Linked DNA regions of Sus scrofa: all the other regions are linked to region 3. The links are chromatin contacts, called in public Hi-C maps. All regions are on one chromosome and are shown on one strand. The core of a region is the stretch at or near the end of the contact, and the rest is flanking DNA. Distances in the headings are between cores, read along the strand shown. Region 1 overlaps TEX14 (inactive serine/threonine-protein kinase TEX14). Region 2 overlaps TEX14 (inactive serine/threonine-protein kinase TEX14). Region 3 holds the start of MTMR4 (myotubularin-related protein 4).

What was found. Hi-C and Micro-C count contacts between places; a contact is called where the count stands out from the background.
Region 1: a contact with region 3 is called in a Hi-C map of fetal skeletal muscle, with 3 times the contacts expected there. The contact joins the enhancer-like site here to the promoter of MTMR4 in region 3. A contact is called at or near these places in 1 of 5 promoter capture datasets (liver), 11 of 47 Hi-C or Micro-C datasets (alveolar macrophages, embryonic fibroblasts, fetal liver and 4 more) and 2 of 2 datasets of contacts at active chromatin or transcription factors (alveolar macrophages and skeletal muscle).
Region 2: a Hi-C map of embryonic fibroblasts shows a contact between it and region 3, with 4 times the contacts expected there. The contact joins the enhancer-like site here to the promoter of MTMR4 in region 3. A contact is called at or near these places in 1 of 5 promoter capture datasets (fetal liver), 16 of 47 Hi-C or Micro-C datasets (alveolar macrophages, brain, embryonic fibroblasts and 8 more) and 2 of 2 datasets of contacts at active chromatin or transcription factors (alveolar macrophages and skeletal muscle).

The regions. Positions count from the first base shown.
Region 1 is chr12:34,837,833-34,842,035 of Sscrofa11.1, forward strand. TEX14 (inactive serine/threonine-protein kinase TEX14) reads right to left here. Exons shown (of 34, transcript XM_021067278.1): 22 at 2,258-2,339. Among named protein-coding and RNA genes, the nearest start is that of C12H17orf47, 37 kb to the left of the region's middle. Within about 2 kb of position 2,804, at least 9 of the 83 cell types and tissues checked have an H3K27ac peak or open chromatin away from gene starts, as enhancers often do. A contact at or near this core is called in fetal skeletal muscle, where this site is marked.
Region 2 is chr12:34,867,103-34,871,382 of Sscrofa11.1, forward strand. It overlaps TEX14 (inactive serine/threonine-protein kinase TEX14), which reads right to left. Exons shown (of 34, transcript XM_021067278.1): 10 at 3,611-3,789. Among named protein-coding and RNA genes, the nearest start is that of C12H17orf47, 66 kb to the left of the region's middle. Within about 2 kb of position 1,434, at least 28 of the 83 cell types and tissues checked have an H3K27ac peak or open chromatin away from gene starts, as enhancers often do. A contact at or near this core is called in alveolar macrophages, brain, embryonic fibroblasts and 3 more, where this site is marked.
Region 3 is chr12:34,768,331-34,772,626 of Sscrofa11.1, forward strand. MTMR4 (myotubularin-related protein 4) reads right to left here and starts at 2,985. Exons shown (of 20, transcript XM_005668984.3): 1 at 2,774-2,985; 2 at 1,725-1,784; 3 at 1,577-1,613. The coding sequence starts at 1,579.

The DNA.
Region 1 (4,203 bases), core at 1,554-4,053, 69 kb after region 3:
TCAACAGCATCACCCACCCCTGGGGCCAGGCTATGAAGTTTCAGGCTCCCTTCCAAGGACACTGAATTCTACCAGAAAGTGTGGTCAAGATGGGACTCTTCCAACATGTAACCTTGAAACCAACACCTCTTAGCCTTTGAGTAAAAGGCTGAGTGGCCGGGGCCCAGGGGCCTTTGCACCAGGTGGGTGTCTCAGTGCCACCAGCTATATCAGCTTAGCTAAGTTATTAGGATACTGATTTTACAAGAAGAAATATATTTTTTAAAAAGGAGTTCCCACTCTGGTGTGGTAGGTTAAGGATCTCACTGCAGTAGCTCAGGTCACTGTGGAGGCGGGGGTTTAATTCCTGGTCTGGAGCTGTGGGTTAAGGATTCGGTGTTGCCACAACTGTGGCATAGGTCATAGTTGTGGCTCACATTCGAACCCAGGCCCAGGAACTTCCATATGTTGAGGGTGTGGACGAAAAGAAAAAGAATTCTGAAGACAAACTTGACCTGCTTCTAATTTAACCAATATTTAAAATTGAATATTGAGTTCCTGTTGTGAACCAAATCTGACTAGCATCCATGAGGGCACAAGTTCAATCCCTGGCCTTGCTCAGTGGGTTAAAGATCTGGTGTTGCTGCGAGCTGTGGTGTTGGTCACAGACACACCTCAGATGCTGAGTTGCTATGGCTGTGGTACAGGCCAGCGGCTACAGCTGTGATTCGACCCCTAGCCTGGGAACCTCCATATGCCATGGATTCAGCCCTAAAAAGCAAAAAAAAAAAAATAAAAATCAAAGGACTTCTCTTGTGGCACATTGGCTTATGGATCCATTGTTGACATTGGGGCAGCTTGGGTCACTGCTGTGGCATGGGTTCAAGCCCTCGCCCAGGAACTTCCATATACTGTGGTTGCAGCAAGGCAAACAAAACGAAACAAAGTTAAAAATCTGAAATTAAAAAGTAAATTAAAAAGGAAAGGAGGCACAAAGATGTAGTCTCCCTCAGCCTGGATTTCTGATAGACGGTTATAGTACAGAACATTCCTGACCAACACATGATGGACATGGAACATGAGTACAAGATAAATTTTTATTGTTTTAAGTCACTAAAACCTGGGGGTTGTTTGTTACGTAGCATAATTTAGCCTATTGTGACTGGTATAAGTACTGTGCAACCTTAGGAAAAAATACTTTAACTTTACAAACTTTGCTTTTCATATTTGCATAATTAGAGAATTGTTATATAAATTATATCTGACAAAACAGAGTACCTGGCATATGGTAGCTACTTAGGAAAACTAGCTATAATTACTACAGAAAGGAGATTGAGGCCCAGAAAGGGGAAAGGAAAGTGTTACTGTGCACCAGGCACTCAGCATCTATTATTAGTTTTTTAATTAAACTTTTCATCTTGAGATAACTATGTATATTCAACATGCAGAGAGAGTGTGTGTATATGGGGGGGGCAGGTGTTGGGTTGTACTCGGGGCATACAGAAGTTCCTGGGCCAGGGATTGAACCCTTGCCATGGCAGCGACAATGCCAGATCCTTAACCCACTGAGCCACCAGGGAATTCCAACATGCAATTTTAAGAAATACACTTTACCCAGTTTCCCTTGATGGTAACATCTTGCAAATCTATAGAACAATATCATAGCCAAGATATCAATATTGAAATGATCAAGATACAGAACATTTCCAACACAAGGACCCCTCACGTTGCCTTTTTTTTTTTTTTTTTTTTTTGCTTTCTAGGGCCACACCCGTAGCATATGGAAGTTACTAGGCTAGGAGTCAAATCAGAGCTACAGCTGCCAGCCTATGTCACAGCCACAGCAACTCAGGATCTCAGCCGAGTCTGAGATATACACCACAGCCCATGGCAACGCCAGACTCCGACCCACTGAGCGAGGCCAGGGATCGAACCCTCGTCCTCAGGGATACTAGTCAGATTTGCTTGCGCTGCGCCACTACAGGAACTCCTCTTATCGCTATTCTTTAATTGGGGAACTAGAGGAGAAGGGTTGAGAAATCTGACCAAGGTCATGCAATTAGAAAAGCAGAGTCAGGATCTGAATACAGATAATGACTCCTTTTCACAACTCCTCATGATTCTGCTGAACAAGTCCTGACAAAGCGAAACTGCTCAAAGTTTATTGTTATAACATGGTGGCCATTATATACGAAGATGACAAACAAATACAGGGCGTTATCATCATTTAACAATACTTCCAGGAATCCAAAACTGTGAATAAAATAATAGCATATACCTTTGTATAGGTTGGAATTGAGACCTGGTCAAAATTTCAGCATTCTTTCCAAGGCTTCTTCTCATTTGGAACATTTCTTCATCTAAAAGAACAAGGTAAATGCATTTTTAGTGACTTTTTGCCAACTCAGATTATAATTTTCATTCCCTAGAATTTTCCTTGGTCTGGTCCAGAATGAGAAATAATCTTCTGGACCAAACAAAGTGCTTCCTAACTGGGTTTGGATAGAGTACTGCGGAAGAGATTTCTGCTCTGAAAGTTTATTTTCCTTGCTCAGAGGGGAGAACTATATTCTGACACTCCGAATACAATCAAGCCATTTACTGGCCTTTCTGTTATAACTGCACGGTTATTTCTGGAGACAAATGTTGTTTTGTCTTTTCAGGAAGGCGAACTGACCTGGTTCCTGTCAACAGACACCAGGGGGCGTTGAAACCAAGAACCGTTTGTTCACGAAAGATTCCAAACAGAAAAGACCATTAGCTAGGCATTCCCAGAGTGCTAACTGTGTCTCTTGGCCACCAAACCCTCCTTCAACAGTGGGGGTGGGGTCGCGAGTACTAAGGAGCGAATTCAACTGTCTCTGCTCTCGCTGGCATGAAGCATGGGCAATTCCTCCTCCCCTCTTCTCGGGAAGATACTTTCGCAGACTTCTGGGCACACAGGGCCAGTATCCCTTTCCTTTCCCACCGTTATACTGCTGTGGTTTATAAAGAAGGAGGCAGAGAGACCAGCCTGCCCTGTTGGCAAATGCCCATGATCCCCCTGCCACTCTTTAGGTCCAGAAGGGAGTCTGGTAGGCAGTGGGAGGCCCACCATGACAGTGCCATCTTGAGCAGAAGCCAAGACACTTTGAACCCCCACTGATGCAGAAGCAGTGAGGTTCTTCTTGCCATCCTCTTACAAAGGCCAAGGCCTTAGAAAGCATAAACAAATCCCCCCCTTTTTTTTTGGTCTTTTTAGGGTCGCGCCCACAGCATATGGAAGTTCCCAGGCCAGGGGTTGAATCAGAGCTGTAGTCACTGGCCTACGCCCCAGCCACAGCAATGCCAGATCCGAGCCACATCTTCGACCTACACCATAGCTCATGGCAACACTGGATCCTTAACCCACTGAGTGAGGCCAGGGATCGAACCTGTGTCCTCATGGATGCTAGTGAGATTCGTTTCCACTGAGTTACAACAGGAACTCCACAAATTCCTAACAAGATCAATTTAGAGCTGGAGGGGAACTTAGAGATTTTTAGAGTCTGTCCTTCTGCTTTATTTTATATGAGGGGAAAGTGGGGCACTGAGGGGAAGTGACCTGCCACGGTCATGCAGGAAAAAAAAAGTGGCAGAACTGGGCTTGGAACCCAGCATGCATCCCCGTTACCGCTGTTGCACGGCCTGTTGTGGAGAGAGAGGATATATATCAGAGCCCTAGTGGAAAAGGGGGAAGAAGGGCTGAAGGAGGAGACAAGCAGAAATCAGGTTTCTATATGTACTTCCGATGTCTGTATCCAAGGAGCCCTGTTTTCCGACTTTCCTGCCCCATAACTGCTCTATCCTAGGCAACCCCCTTCCAGACACAAGTGAAGTGGTCATGCACAGGCCAGGCTCACACACAACGTGATCATGGTTCAGGATCCACAGAGAGAATCAGCCGCCAGAGACCCAGGTCTGGAAACTTTAAATACATACTGTCCTGAGAATTTAAGTCTTCATATAAAAGCTTACAGCTTAAAATGCTTGCGACTATGGAGTTCCCATCGTGGCGCAACAGAAAACGAATCCGACTAGGAACCATGAGACTGGGGGTTCGACCCCTGGCCTCGTTCAGTGGGTTAAGGATCCGGGGTTGCCATGAGCTGTGGTGTGTGTAACAGATGTGGCTCCGATTTGGCACTGCTGTGGCATAGGCTGGCAGCTGTGGCTCCAATTCGACTCCTAGTCTGGGAACCTCCA
Region 2 (4,280 bases), core at 184-2,683, 97 kb after region 3:
GAGGATGGGATGGACTCCTCAGACTTAGACCAAACTTGCCTAAGTAATATTTCTTGCAACAGAAATTTTGATAGATGGCAGTGAGTTCAGGAAGCCATGAAGATATGACAGCTGGTATTTTTACAACCTTTAGTTGTACTGCTAAACAGGCAGGTGTGGCTAGAGACATGTGAACAGTGTGGCTACACACGCAAACATCATATGAGTATCACAGGAAAAGCCACGGAGTGTTTTATTGTCAGAGACACATTCTGAGGACCTCGCCTACCTGTCTGTCTCTTCGCACTGCGGGGCGACTGTCCAAGGGAGACACTCGTCGACCTTCTCAGGCCTCGCAGGCTGCCTAAAGGGACAAGTCACTTAAAACCAGGATTTATATCCTTTCTCTTCTACTTTCATTCACCTTCTTCTCTTGCAAGCCCTCTTCCTTCTCTGTTAAAGCTAGTGGGGTGCAGGAAGGGGGCTTCTTTCCTGGCTGTGATTCTGGGGTAGTTTCTTTCTGGGCTTCAGGTTTGACATCCTTAAAATTACATTTGGCTACGGCTATGTGATACCACTTGCAAGGTCAATTCCAACTCTAAAGATTCCATTAAGAAGGAGCTGAGCAACAGGAGAAACAGCTGTACCATTTTTACACCAAGAGACTACCCTTGACGATGATATTAAACAACTGGACCTGTCCAAATCGAGTATGACCAAAAATAAATGTGGAATTGACAGCTCTTTTGGATTCTTGGATAATCGACTCATGTTGTCAGCTGTTAAATGTTGTTGATGAACGTTACTGCCCAAAGTTCCATTCTGAGGGCCACAAGCTCAAAATAAGTCACACCTTCCAGCCCAGTTACCTTGCAGCCCCTCACCTAGCCAGTGTGTGAACTCCAGTTTCTCGGGGCATCTCATATCTTTCCCTTCTATTTTGGTTCCTTGGTCACCACCAGGCCCTGCCCTGTGGCCTCCTGGCTGGACTTTCTACCTTCAATCTCCAATCCATCCTGCCTCTACAGCCAGGAGACATCCTCTACCACTTATTCCAGCCACACCTGGCTAACTTCAGACCATCTCTTCAACTCTCTGGGCGCCTGTTCCCTCATCTCCAGGGGACAGGTGTGGGCCTGGCCATCTCCACAGCGCCATTTCACTCCAGGACTGACATTTCTATTGGAGAACTCAAGTCAAAGAGACTGTTATACCTCCAAGTCAACAACAGATGGCGCTGCATCACTGGCAAACAACTTGGGCCCGTTGCCACCCTTTTGAATGGCCAAACCCTTTAGACTGCTCCTGAACCCATGGCCAAACTGACAAAGTTTTCCCTTCAGCTAGACTCATGCATTCACCTCGAATGCTCCCTGAGCACTTCCCGTGTGGCAGGCCCTGAGCTGGGGGCTGAAGGTGAACAAGCTCGCCATCTGGTGGAGCAGACACACTGGACGGCAGGGCAGTGAGATATGCTTAGGGATGCAGGGAGGGGACTTCAGCGTAGGCTTCGTGGGGTGTGGTGGGAGGCTGCATTGGGATTGAGTTTAAAAGGATAAACATCGGTGGTGGCGGCGGGGGAGGGGGGTGGTATTCCAGACGCAAGGAGGAGCAGCAACAGGAAATGGCACGGACTGAGAGTGCCTTCACGTGGCCAGGCAGACCAGGAGCCAAGAGGTTGACACTGTGGGCAGAGCCCACCCAGGAAAGCTTCTCACTCTGCAAAGTGCCAGGACTTAATCTTACAGGCGACGGGAGCCACTGGCATTGAGGAAGAACCAGACCTGAGGGCAATTGTGGTCTGGCCTCCACGGCTCCCACGTGGAAAACTGCCCCGGTCACCCCCTAACGGCTTCTCTGCTTCTCTCGTGTCCCAGCACAGCCCCTTCCCCATATGCAGGAGCGAGGGGGATCTTCTTAACCCGTAAGTAAGCCCGGACATCATTCTGCTCAAATGGTGTTCTTAGGATTAAATTCAAAGTCTTCCCCAAGGCCCACAAGGCCTGGCCCCTGCTCCCCTCTCCAGGCAGACAGCAAGCGGCCCACAGGGCCGGGGACGTGAGTCTTTCCACTTCGTTCACTTAAAAACCACGCGGCGCTCCTGCCGTGTGGAGGCCTGTTCCAGGTGTCTGAGATATGGCAGCAGGCAAAACAGAAACGCCTGCCCTTGCAGGGCTTTTCATGTAGTGAGAGAGGTAAGAAGCAAAGACCTGCTGAGAGGCTCAGAAACAAAGCTCCGGTGACGGTGCCGGGTGGCGGGCGAGGACAAGGGGAAGCGGAGGTAAACAGATCTAAGCTGGGGTCTGCCTGTGGCTGCCGCCCCACAACAGCTCAGGATCAGCCCTGGGCCTGAGGCTCAGCTCTGTGGATGACTGTGAGGAAGCACGAGGGGGCAGCCGGGAGGCAGGAGACAGGGCCAGCCCTCAGCTGCAGGGAGGACTCTGACTCCTGCCAAATGGGAGATGAAGCCCATCCACCGACACCTGAACCAGCCCAGCCCACACAGGCAGGACCTAATGGTCAAAAGGCTCACCAGCAGCCTTCACGTCTCTCTCCTTCCAGGGGACACAGCTATGGGGCCTTTCCCAGCCTCCCTGCAGAGAAGAGGTGATTGGGCTCTGGCCACTGCCAAGTGGGAAGCAGTGATACACTCACTTCAGGTGGTCCCTAAACCCCACCATGGGTCCCTCCATGCCTTCTCTTGCTCGTTGACCAGCGATGCGGAGGACACAGCGAGGGGCTGAAGCCTGGGGGACGGTGGAGCCACAAAGCAGAGGAACGCAGTGAATGAACGTCCCCTCACCACCACCACACCCACACACATGAGTCAGAAACACCTCCGCTGCATGACATCACTGAAAATTTTGAAAATTTACACATGCTGGCTAATATATGCTCATGCTTGTTAAATGTTTATTAAAATGAGAATGTCCAGAAGTTCCCGTCATGGCGCAATGGTTAACAAATCCGACTAGGAACCATGAGGTTGCGGGTTTGGTCCCTGACCTCGCTCAGTGAGTTAAGGATCCAGTGTTGCCGTGAGCTGTGGTGTAGGTTGCAGACGCGGCTCGGATCCCGCGTTGCTGTGGCTCTGGTGTAGGCTGGTGGCTACAGCTCCAATTGGACCCCTAGCCTGGGAACCTCCATATACCGTGGGAGCGGCCCCAGAAATAGCAAAAAGACAAATAAATAAATAAATAAATAAATAAATAAATAATAAAATGAGAATGTCCAGAATTCCCGTCGTGGCTCAGCGGAAACAAATCTGACTAGCATCCATGAGGATGCAGGTTCGATCCCTGCCCTCGCTCGGTGGGTTAGATCCAGCATTGCTGTGAGCTGTGGTGTAGGCTGGCAGCTGTAGTTCCAATTCGACCCCTAGGCTGGGAACCTCAAACAAAAAATTAAAAATAAATGAATAAATAAATCAAATGAGAATGTCCTGAACAGAAACAACTTCCCCCAAAGTCCCTCTAACTTTGGCAGACAGGGCGAGGCATTTGGGAAACCTGCTTCCCTGATAGACAGTTCAGCCCACCAGGGAGGAGTCCTGCCCAGACCAGATTCTCTCTCTCCAGCAAAGCACCCCCAGGGAGACCCTGTTTGGAAGTCCTGATGGAGGTGCACCCACCTTTCCACCATGTACTCCAGGTTGGTCAGCCTCACTTCCCCTGTGGAGACGATGTGGATGGCATAGGAGCTGAGGGAACGGTGGATAAAGCCCCGAGAATGCAGGTATCTCAGGGCGTCTGAGACCTGGAGCAGCAGGTGCACGATCACCTCCATGTGCAGCACAGGGAACTGGGATCGCTGCAAGCAAGGGGGCAAAGGTCAGAACAAAGGGGACTGGGCCCCACGCTGCAGAGGGCTTTTTGTTCCAGAGTCTTTTTCTTTTTTTTCTTTTTTTGTCTTTTGTCTTTTGAGGGCTGCACCCGCAGCATATGAAGGTTCCCAGGCTAGGGGTCGAATCGGAACAACAGCTGCTGGCCTACACCACAGCCACAGCAACGCAGGATCCGAGCCGCATCTGCGACCGACACCACAGCTCACAGCAAGGCTGGATCCCCGACCCACTGACCAAGGCCAGGGATTGAAACCACATCCTCATGGATACTAGTTGGGTTCATTACTGCTGAGCCACAACGGGAACTCCCAGAAGTGGCATTTTAAGTTAAGGACCTCACCCAAGGAGAGGAAAGGGAACTAGAGCACTAACGGGGGCGCGGGGTGCTCAGGCAGGAGGAGTGACCAGCCCCCAAGAAGGGCCCTTCCTGAAGAATCTCTTCTCACTCCTGCCCAGG
Region 3 (4,296 bases), core at 1,735-4,234:
CACCAGTGTCCTCCAATCCCCGACCTCACTAATTCCATTCCCTTTTTGCCCCTTAAAATGGACGCTGGTCTAGGCCAGTTTGGTCATTCAACACTCCTGAAAGGGAAATTCTCTGGGTTTTTTATTTCAAAGCCCCTGCCCAGCCCTACTCCTTCATTTCCACCTCTCCCCTTGTTTCACATCCTCTGTCTTCTGGGTAAGAAAGTCCTTGGAGGCTGGGAAAGAGTAAGAGCTGGAACTATGGACCACAGAAGCTATGCAAAAACAAACCTCGAAAACTCGAGGGTAGGGGGCTGAAGGGAGGTGGGTAGAGGGTCAAAGAATAAGGAGCAGTGATAAAAGGCTCAAAATGTCACCAAGTCACAGAAGCAACCATTCGGAACCCCACACTCCCTGTGCCTGGTAACTTTCAGAAACCAGGGCTTTTGTTTTGGTTTTGGTTTTGGTCTTGGGGGAAGGGAGGAATAGAAGACAATCTGATATTTTCCATGAGCCAGACATATTTCAAACATGATCTCATTAAAACCATTCACACACCCCACCCCAAGAAGTGAGACTTCAGGCTTAAAGAGAAGGTCTGCAGTTCACCTAACGTACTAAGTGGTGGTGCTAGGACTCAAAATTAGACCAGGCTGACTCTTTTCAGGGTATCACAGAAGAGAGAAAAGGAGAGGGGCAATCTGATGGTGGAGGCCGGGGACCAGCAGGCTTTCTGAGAAGAGACCAGAACAGTACCGCACACACCACACCCACATGTCTGTGGAGGGAAAGAGTGAGTCCCCTCAGTAACTGAATTCCTTGACCTGTCCCTAAGCATAGGACACATGAAAGAACTAAAGAGATACAGCCAGAGCAAGGGCCTAATCTGGGCCAGGGCCTGCAGCTCTCCACTCCTTCTCATCTCACTGTTTCCTCCTCCTAGCTCGCCAGGGTTAAGGGGTTCCTTGAACTTGGGGTGAGGGAAGGGAAGTTATAGTTAGTGGAAATGTTATGGGATCATTATAACACACACACACACACACACACACACACACACCACACCCATAGTGATATTCTGGCCACCTTGAGGGTGCTCTCCTGCTATATATCCAATCAGCTGTTCCTACAGAGGCTTATCAAAACAGCGGCACATTTGGAGCCAGAGAAGTCCCACAGTTTTAGTGGAGTCACTCCCAATAAAGCACCCACAATATTCAAGGAACCCATCAGGAAGTACAAGAATCTTGATATAAAGGAGGCCTGGTTTTTTGGACCAGGCCAGAGAGCTGCAACCAAGGACCCAAGAGAAGAGAAGTTCTGGCCATTATGAAGGGCTCAGGGAGCCAGTGTGGGGAAACCATGGCATAGCACGTGCAGAAAAAGACTTTCAGTGGCGTCCGGTACCAGTGCTGTATATTGGCTGATGACGTTTTGCAACCTAAAGAAACCCTAATTTATCTCCAGGGCAGATGAACCTGTTTGGTTGCTGAACAGAGTAGCCTGAAGCTCAAGGTCCAGGAGGGGCGGGTCAGCTTCATGGAGAAAGATACAAGGATTACAGAAAACACAAGCGTCTGAGAAAAGAGAGGGTACTCACCATTCTACCGTGGTGAGGGTCTGGCTGCCTTTTCTCACTGTAAAGACCCAGAGAAACACAAGAGTAAAGAGCACCATTAACACCACCATAGAATCAACAAACCATCACCACACATCTGCTCCTGAACTTCCCCACAACTCTTATTCACCTTCTTCACAGTGATTCCAGTCTCTCCACAACTCACCATGCCAGACAGAGGCAGTGGGAGCTACACGGGGAGAAAGCAACAAGTGATTCTGCAGAGCATGAAGGCAGCAACAAAGTTCTGGAGCAGGACTCAAGCATCCCGATTCCCGGACCCAGAAGGAGAAGTAAAACACTCCAAACCCTGTTCTTTGTGGGAGAGCAAAAGACCTGCCAACTCTGAAGAGACAGAGGCTGCACAGCCAGGACTCATTTCTGGCCCTGGTGGAAACATAAATCCACCAGAGGAGCGCACGGCCAGCCTCTGAGTCTGTGAGTAGCACCCACCTGACCTGTTTACTGGGGCAGAGTCCAGAGCAGAGGACAAGAGGGAGGGGACCACAACCTGTGATCAGAAGGCAGCAGGGCTGGACATGTTCTGCTGAGTGTACTTGACACCAAGTGGGGTGCAGGTTAGTGGGAGGAGTCCACACAATGGGGATAGAATCAGGCCAGTGCAGGCCTCAGAGTCAGTGAGCGTCAAATGGGCCCAAGCAACAGACATGTCAGGTTGAGCCGTCTGGGCCCACTTAGGGAGCCGGGCCCAGGTTTGAATGACACTTCTCCATGCCTGCTATTCGAGCTCAGAGGCAGTCTAGGAGTGTGCCTTGCCGAAGGCTGCGGCTACAAAAGCCTCCATCTGTGGTCCTACCCGCCTCCCTGATCACAGCCCACCCTTCCTCATGGGGGAGCCAGCAAGCGGCAAGCCAGAGGTGCTGCCTCACCGCCCACTGGCAAGCAGCCTCAAGGAAACGGAGGGAGAGAGAGACGAGAACTAGGCCTGGGAGACCCAGGGTTCCTGGACCTAGGGTATCTGGCCACGGGGGGAGGCGGGTCAGGCTGACAGGGGAGCTCAGGTGCCCAGGTTCTAGGGGCGGAGCCTAAAGACTCGGAGGCGGAGCCCCGAATGACAGAAGGCGGGTCTCAGGAAAGCCGGTGGGGCCGGGGCGGGGCCGGGCAAGACGCGGTCGTTGCGGTTCCCAGACTGGCAGTGTATGGGGCACGGTGACTCACCCAGGCGGCGTCCGCCCGACCCTCCGAAGCCGCGCTCTCACCACTTCCGTCTCCCGCAGCTGCTGAGGCCGCGCAGCTCCGACCCCCCACCACGGTGCCCCTCTCCCCAACCAATCCTATCTCTGGTCTGTGCCCGCCCTGGCCAATAGCCACACCAAGTCCCGCCCTGCCCCCCACCACGCAGCAGCCGCCCTCACTCTTCACACCGCTCATTGGTCAAGTGGGGCAGACGCCCTCCCAGTCTTGAGCCTATCGGATGCCGGAAGACAAGACTGTACTGGCAGGGAGGAGGCGCGGCGCCGAAGAGAAGACGCGACCAATGGGAAATCACAGCGCGTCCCTGCAGCAGCCAATGGGAGAGCAGTAAAAGGGGGGCTGCTGGTTAAGGCTCCAGGGGCCGGAAGTGGGGGCGGTCTGTCGCCTACTGGTAGCGCAATTGAAGGCGGGGCGTTCTCACAGCCACTTCCGGTGATCACCCCGCCTCTGGTGTACTTTTCAAATAGATCCCGGTGGCACCATTTCTGGTTTGATTTCACTGTGATCGTCCGTCCCAAAGCCAGAAGCGGGAGAAAAACCCCGAAAGCTAAGAGAGGGCTGAGGGCCTGAGGCTCCTTCTCGGTCTTCGACTGGCTGGGGGAGGTTTTCCCTTCTTCCGGACACCTTGACGTGTTCCTCCAGGACCTCACTTTTCATCCGCGAACCGACCCTGGTGTCCGTGACCTGAATCACATGCCATCAGTTTTGAGTAAAAATCTCTCACTTGAGAGATGAGAATGAGACTGCCACTAGCTTAGCTGCGACCTTCTGGTCTGAAAAGGCTGTGGAGAATAGTTGGCTCCTCTCTCGCTTCTCTCTGGCTCCTCCCCTTGCCTTGGGAGACCCCGGGGAGCCAGAACAGGCAGCAGGGCGGAGGGTGGCCGCTGGAGGTCGCCGTGTCCCAGCGATACCACCAACCCGACAGAAATGGTGAACAGTTGACTCAGATTCTCAACTGATAGCTTCAGTTTGGAAATGGGCCTGAATGCTTTAATACCAGGCCCTGGGGCCAAAATGTCTTCACGTGTCTTTTCATAGGACATTGGGACATTTACTACATTTAGCAACTTCCAGGAAAACTGGAACCTTATGTGTGTTCACTGCTTTAACTCGAAGATTTAAAACAGTATCTGCAACCTAGCAGATAGATGCTTGATAAATATTTGGTAAATAAATACTGAATTATTCCAGGACAATGATTGTATTTTATCCATTCCTGGCACTTACTATAGTGTTTGGTGATTACAGGGGTTCCAACATTTGTTCAGTGCGCTGGCCTAGGCTTCCTAGAGTGCAGAGCTCAATTCTGAATATCCCATTCCCCAAATCAGGAAATACAAAGCTGGGAGGCTATTAATACTGTGTTTTCTCAAGGTATCAAATCCAAAACTTCTGTGGAAGTACTGTATGTGGGAAAGATGAGCAGGGCCCCAGATAATAGATGCATGATAGATATGATCAGGAAGATGGTGGTGACTAAACCCTGC